2 separate regions of the Sus scrofa genome follow, and region 2 is linked to region 1. Evidence: chromatin contacts called from public HiChIP or PLAC-seq data. All regions are on one chromosome and are shown on one strand. The core of a region is the stretch at or near the end of the contact, and the rest is flanking DNA. Distances in the headings are between cores, read along the strand shown.

Region 1 (3,354 bases), core at 658-3,157:
AAATTCAATCTAGCCATACAACTTTCATTCACTCAGGTACATTATCTGACATTTCTGCAGCAGAACATCTTAGTTATAGGTTCTAAAAGAAAGTCAATGTAATTAATTTAAGTAGTTGACTGACATTCCTAATTGGCTGATGTATGTAGTATGAGCATAAGAAAAAGAGAAAAGAGCAAGCTGGCAATGGAGAAAAGCAGAAGTGAAAAAACACGAACAAATTTATCACCACCACAGAAAAATTCATCGTCATTCCAAGAAGAAAAACAGAAATCCCCCAAACCTTTGTTGGGTACACCTGCATCATATTTGTGTATTAAGAACAATGCTACCTTGCTAAAAAAACACTCAACTATATAACCTTGATGAGTGGGCATAAAATAAATGTCTGCTGAGTAACAAAGTAACTGCATTTTATTTCAAATACTTAATTCCATGCCTTTTAATGTAATTAATACATTAATTTCAGTGAAATAGCTCTTCCTAAAAGTGTACTTCCTATTCAGCAATTACTTTCTAGAAATGAAACATTTTGTTTCCAGCACTGGATGATCTCAGATGATGTATACAAACCTTATATAAATGATTGCTTTATAACACATAAAGATGGAATTCAAATTGCCACCGATTTGAAGACTTGCCACTTGTTTCAAAGGTTGTATCTGATGGTCACTGAACAGTTTATGGCGTGCCAAGTGCTACCGCTGATTCCTTAGTCAGCAGTGACACATCAGCACTAAAGTACAGATATGTTTTCTTTCACATATGTAAATATCTAGCAAGGCACTTAGCCATCAACAGCGTCTAACAGTGCCAAACACAGAGTGAATAAAACATGGAGTACAGGAGAAATTGAAATAATTTCTCCCCCCAAACTAAAAACAAAACAAAAAATAGCTTTACATATGTTATTCTTAGCCTCGTTCTCAATCAATATTAAAAAAACCCACAAAACAACACTCTTCTACTAAATAAAGCAAGGAGTGTCACTATTAAGTTACATACTGTGTTAATACAAGATAAAAGATCGAAGACCATATCAAGTCACTGAGAAAGGCAAATTTAAGGTACAGTTCCAACAGGGTTAGAAGAATGTCTTCTGAACTAAAGACTACTCTAAAGCCAACACATGCCAACTCTGGAGCCGTCAGGGGGCATCAGGTACAAACTGGAGCATTACCTACCGCTAACCCCGAAGGGAAAAAAGCAGAGGAGGGCCGAGGGGAAGCAGGAAAGAAGGTGGAGGGCTGCTAGACCAGGTCTCAGGTTGGAATGGATAGGAGTGGGGGCGAGGGAAACGTTTTCCCTTGAGACGTGGCGTTAGGGTGAAACGTGATGCCTAGAAGCGGGCTTAGGTGAGCCTTTGGAAGTGTAGGAAGTAACGAAAAACCTCTAGATCAAACGGAAAGCACAGACATCAAAGAAGGGAGGACAGGAGGAAGGTGGGTGGAGAGAATGTGAGGAAGACTTGGGGGGAGATGGAGGGAACTTTGCGGACCAGAGTCGGCCTGCAGGAGGGGCTGCTGAGAAGGGTCCCCTCCACCGCGCGTACGATGTGCAGCGGAGAGAAGGTGAAGAAGAAGAGGCTCAAGGCAGGGAAGGGACCAGATCCCCCCGCCCTCTGCCCCGGCTTACTCCCCGCGTAGGCCCAGAAGGGCACGGTCCCGTCGCTCTGCACCAGGTGCGGTCCCTTGAAGCTGTATTTGTACTCGAAACGGCGATGTGGCTGCGCTGCTGAGGAGCCCGTGGAGCCAGCAGCCGCGGGGTCGCCTCCCACGCCGTCGCCCCCAACGAACCGAAAGAGCGACAGCAGCAAGGCGCAGAACAGCGGCCGAGCTCCAGTCTGGAGACCCCTTTGCCTGGATCTCGCCATCTTGGATTCTGGTAAGCGGACGCTGGCGGGAGGAGGCGGGCGGGAGCTCCGGACGGCCAACAGGGCGCTCGCTGATTGGCGGAGCCCGGGAGACCCCGAGGGCAAAGGTGAGACCCGCCCTCAGCCTTTGCTATCCTGGCGACCTGGGAAAACGGAGTATCTGGGGGCGTGGCCACGTAATAGGGGACCGGGCCCGGGGCGTCAAGGTCCTCGTGCTTCTCTTCTCCTCTCCCAGGGCGGGAAAGGGGCTCCAGCGTTCCCTTGCCATGTGACGTGGAGTAGTGGAGGAGGTGACCCGAAGCCTACCTGCAAGAGCTTTTTCGTATCTCTTAATATACCTTAGAATTCTTGAGCTCTGACAGCTGTGGACACACCACATCAGTCCACCCTGGTCATAATAAACCTAGGCATTCCTTTCGACCTGATACCAATTGTTCAGTAGCTGGTTTTCATTAGGTGGGCTTTGCAGAAGCCAGTCTTTCTAGAAATGAAGCGTAATCTGAACACTAAGAGTCCCAGCCCAATGAGCTACACCAGCTTGTGTTAGGGCATTTCAAACTGGAACCAGCGATCCACAGGGCTGGAGAGACCTAGGATCCTTTTGTTGGTGTTGAATCAGGTATGAATTTATTACTAAACTTTTACCTTTCTCAAAATGTAATTCCAATAGCTTTCCAATTTTTAAAACCATAGCAATAATGATTCAAATGAAACTGATTTTTGTTTAGTTTTGATAAGAGGAATTATGTGCCATGAAGGGAGGAACCAATAGAACCTGGACCCTGGAGATACTGTTGTTACAGATTCTCTTGTGGCTCCCGCGGGTTAAGGCTCTAGCCTTGTCACTTCAGCGGCTGGGGTCACTGCTGTGGCATAGGTTCCATCCCTGACCCTGGAACTTAATCATGCTGTGAAGGTGGCCAAAAAAGAAAAAAAAAAAAATAGTATTGTTCTCTGATTCGACAAGGTTTGCATTTTAAAGAGGATTCTTTTCCTTACCTAGGAAAAATATTGTCAAAGTATTAATGATCATCCAGAGTTTTGTTTTCATAAATGTCTTAATTTTTTAAAAAATCTGAGAATAAGTATGATTTAAATGGTTTATTTCATTAGCTTTTAATGGGGCCATGAGTACCACACTTGCCCTAGGAACTGTATGCCCACATTATTTTAATTATTTTTCATTAACCTCCCAACTTCTCATCTCCAGATTCATGAACCATTACTATTAAATCTCTTTCTGGTTGTCAAATATCAAATCTTTAAGTTATGGCTCTCCACTCTTCATTTTTCAGATGTATCTAAATGAAAGTACACTCCTCATACCACCTCAGCAACAGTAGGAACAAATATTTATTGTCTGTATAGAATATGTGGGTCATTGCCCCAGGCTCTCCAGGGTTTTCAGTCCATAGAATTTAACTATTTTAGGAGTTCCCATCATAGCTCAGTGGTTAACGAATCTGACTAGCATCCATGAG
Region 2 (3,676 bases), core at 700-3,199, 160 kb before region 1:
AAACAAGCACTTGCCTGTTTCAGAATAAACATGCAAAAAGTATTAGCTAGTACTGCCTCTGTATCAATTCCTCCCTTAGCACAAGGGCTAGCCTGATATGCCAAGGGGATTTTACACTAGAGATCATAACTTTTGTTTTGTTTTATTATTATTATTATTATTATTATTTGTCTTTTGTCTTTTTAGGTCTGCACCCACGGCATGTGGAGGTTCCCAGGCTAGGGGTTGAATCAGAGCTACAGCTGCTGGCCTACACCACAGCCAAAGCAACTCAGATCTGAGCTGTCTGCGACCTACACCACAGGTCATGGCAATGCCGGATCCTTAACCCATTTAGTGAGGCCAGGGATTGAACCTTCATCCTCATGGATGCCAGTCAGATTGTTTCTGCTGAGCCATGATGGGAACTCCAAGATCATACCTTTCATTATGTCCTATCTAGATCACTTGTGATATTATATGATAATCATGTCTGCACACTTACAACTTCAACTGGATCTAAGAACTGTGTCTTATTTGCCAGATTCCTAGTGCTTGATGGAGGAAATGAATCAATAAGTAAGATAGTGAACCAATGCTGTATGGAAGATTTCTTAAAGTTCTATTTCTGATAATCTAATGCAAGGGGAAGGAGGGTGTATGGGGTCAGACTGTGTTTAGGGGATTTCATAAGGAAAAGCAATATGCTTATTTCTCGTGGAAAAAGTATTAATAAAACAATACTATAGTTTTGGTTTAGGATACTCCATAAATTGAAGATGATGCTTTGATGATCAAGACCTAGGCAGAGAAATGCTTGATTTCTGACATGAGTTAAACTGGTCTTCCCACATATTGGCAGTAAGGGCCAATAGTAATCAAACTGCTCTTTTTCCTAGGTCTTCGGAGGAAATAGGCCAATAGGAGCTAAGACCCTGTATTGGCTATCACAGCACTGCTGGAGAGGGAGAATAAGGAGTTCAGAACAGAGACAGGGGGGGAGCACCAGTCAAGGAGGGCTGGAGACTCTTGGGGTGCTTGGTGGTACTTTGAAGACCCCACATCAAGATATTCACTGAATCCAAATTAAATGTATTTCCAATTCAACTTCTCCTTAGCTAGATCCTCAAAATGCTCCTTGTCCCTCCAACGTGAAGGGAAGTATGATGGAGGGGAATTAGGAATGCAAAGAAACAAGAGTCAACAAATAGCAATTCAAATATCTTGCTTTTGAAACTTTTACAAAACCATATGACCATTTTTATTCAAGGGTTTGGAAGGGAGCCTTTGCAAGTGAAGTGTTCCAAAGAGTATGCTTCAGTAGCTTCCTGGTAAGTCAACTTCTGGGATATTTTAAATTGCCACCTGCCCCCTTCCCCAGAGCTTCTCCCCTCTCTTATCTGCTCTTCCTATTTCCACAGCACTATCACTCCTTAGATACCATATAATTTTACTTATTTATTATGTCTCCCGTTGCTAGGTGTTCACTGATGTTTCCTACGTCCAGACTAGGGCTAAGTGCATAGTATATGCTCTAAAAAGATTTTTTAACAAATGAATGAAATAAATAATGCATACACGAGTGAGTGAATAAACTAAGGATGAGCTAGGATCAGGACTACGACAATCCTGGGTTTGGAAATTTGAGTTCTATTCCAGACCTGGCCACTTTGCCTTGGCCAGGTCACTTAATCTTTCTAGGCTTGTTTCCTCAAGTATAAAATCAACTGGTTATTTATTTATTCATTCAATTAACATCCGTTGCGGCATAGCTCTGATCAAAGGAAGCATCACTGTATCCCCTTGTTTCCTAGCTTTCAAATCCTGGGAGAGCGCGGAACTCCATAGCTTCAAAAGTCCCGCCTCTTCCAGGTCCCGCCCACTCGCCAGCCCACTTTTAGGCGCCTCCCGTATTCAGCACAGCCTGCCGCCCTTGTAGAAGCTCCACCTTCTCTCGTCGCAGTCATCCAATGGCCTAGATACACGGCTAGGTGAATGCGGGGGAGCTTTAGGTGTCTTCTTGGCGCCTGACCAGAGTCTTAGGGAACTCAATTGATCTTGAGTAGTCACTTCTCCGAGCTGCCCGTAGGATATGCAGGATCACCCGCTTTCCCAAGTTCCCTCGCAATGGTCGGACAAGGCTCCGGAGCCGGGTCGTTTCCCTCCCTGGGAGCCCTGGGTCTTCACTGGACGAGGCTCTTGTCCCGTGGCATTCTGGGAGTGGTAGTTTCTTCTTACCAGTTCTTTGCAGGTACTCAAGTGGCTCAGACTCACAGGACTACGATTTCCCAGACGCCCAAGCGAGCCTCTGGTCACGTGGCCAACAAGGCCGGTGGGCGGGGGCCCGGCCGGTGCTCCGCAGCTGTCTGTGACACCCGGAGCCCGCGGGTCGCCTCGGCCCCCAGAGACCCCGGCATGGTGCGCGCGGGCGCTGTGGGGTCGCATCTCCCCACGTCCGGTTTGGACATCTTTGGGGACCTGAGGAAGATGAACAAGCGCCAGGTAACGGAGCTCCTTTTGGGGGGCGCGTCTAGGGGCCGGGACCGGCTGCGACAGTGGGGAATCGGGGCTCCCGGGTAGGCTCCTGCAAGGACAGCGCCCCGTAACCGGTCCGGCGGCGACCCGAGGCACCCACCCTGGGCTCTTGGAGGCCCTGTGTTCAAATCCGCACAGACCCACGTGTGGGTACTTCCTTGCCCTGAGAGGAGTTCAGTTAGGGGAGGGCGGCCCCGGAAGGGGAAGATAATAGAAATCCCGCACTTTGGATGTCAAGTGCGGTTGAAAAAGCGGGGAGAGATGACTCTACTGCGAGTGACAGCTGTTTGCACGAATTTTGCCACCTCTTGGAAGAGGGGACAGATTTCTCTGTGGGGTTGCTAAGGCCTGATATCCATGCAAGTGGCAGAAAGGCAGGCGAAAGATGGAGAACTTCCTAGCGGTGGGAGCTGTCCAGTGATGCCTCCTAAAACAGTTTCTTCCCAAAACAGTGTTTTCCTGATGGTGCATGGGGACTAAACAAAGCTCCTTGTGCGGAAGAGCTCACTGATAGCGTTCTGTCTTGTGAACTGAATCGGTGTTATAAAAGGGATTTCAGAAGTCTTCTCTAACTTCTTAGACTCCGTAAGGCTGGCAGCACCTTGACTATCAGAGGCAGTTAGTATGGAGTCTTCGGGCAGCTGGGGCTGATTTCCTACCCCTCTATGAGAGGAGCTTGGAGGAAAACGTCCTTCTTGCTCTCTCTTTAGTCAGCTCCCATCCATCTCTCTCTCTCTCTTTTTTTCCCAAGTTCAATTTCAGACTAGTGCAGTTGTGTGGAGGAATTTGGTGACTGGAATCTCATGAACAGTCTTGAGAATCAGGCTGTTTCTAGGTGTGCATATTAGATGGTTTCCTGGGCGTTTCTGTGATTCAGATGAGTTGTGGCAAAGATCATCATTAGCTTGAAAAACCGGCAGCTAATGCCCTGAGCATTGATGCTGTTTACAAGAAAATCCTCCAGGAAGCAGAGCTTTACTTAAAAATCTAGACTTAATGGGCTAGGTTTTAAAAATGCCTCTAAAATTGGTACCAAATACTGATTGCAGACTATCAAGGAAGGCCTTCTGGAGAATATATCAATCCCTAAACCAGTTTGCCTTCAGAAACATCTGCATATTACCACTCTCAGTGATAAGGCCTCATAGGCTGGTTGCATTGC

The links. HiChIP or PLAC-seq counts read pairs in DNA pulled down with a chosen protein or histone mark.
Region 2: an H3K27ac HiChIP or PLAC-seq map of alveolar macrophages shows a contact between it and region 1. The contact joins the promoter of SEC11C here to the promoter of LMAN1 in region 1. A contact is called at or near these places in 1 of 47 Hi-C or Micro-C datasets (liver) and 1 of 2 datasets of contacts at active chromatin or transcription factors (alveolar macrophages).

Annotation. Positions count from the first base shown.
Region 1 is chr1:161,605,675-161,609,028 of Sscrofa11.1, reverse strand. It overlaps LMAN1 (protein ERGIC-53), which reads right to left and starts at 1,907. Exons shown (of 14, transcript XM_021099870.1): 1 at 1,636-1,907. The coding sequence starts at 1,873. It overlaps LOC106509065 (a long non-coding RNA gene), which reads left to right and starts at 2,013. Exons shown (of 3, transcript XR_001306290.2): 1 at 2,013-2,492.
Region 2 is chr1:161,767,895-161,771,570 of Sscrofa11.1, reverse strand. It overlaps SEC11C (signal peptidase complex catalytic subunit SEC11C), which reads left to right and starts at 1,949. Exons shown (of 7, transcript XM_003121713.3): 1 at 1,949-2,481. The coding sequence starts at 2,107.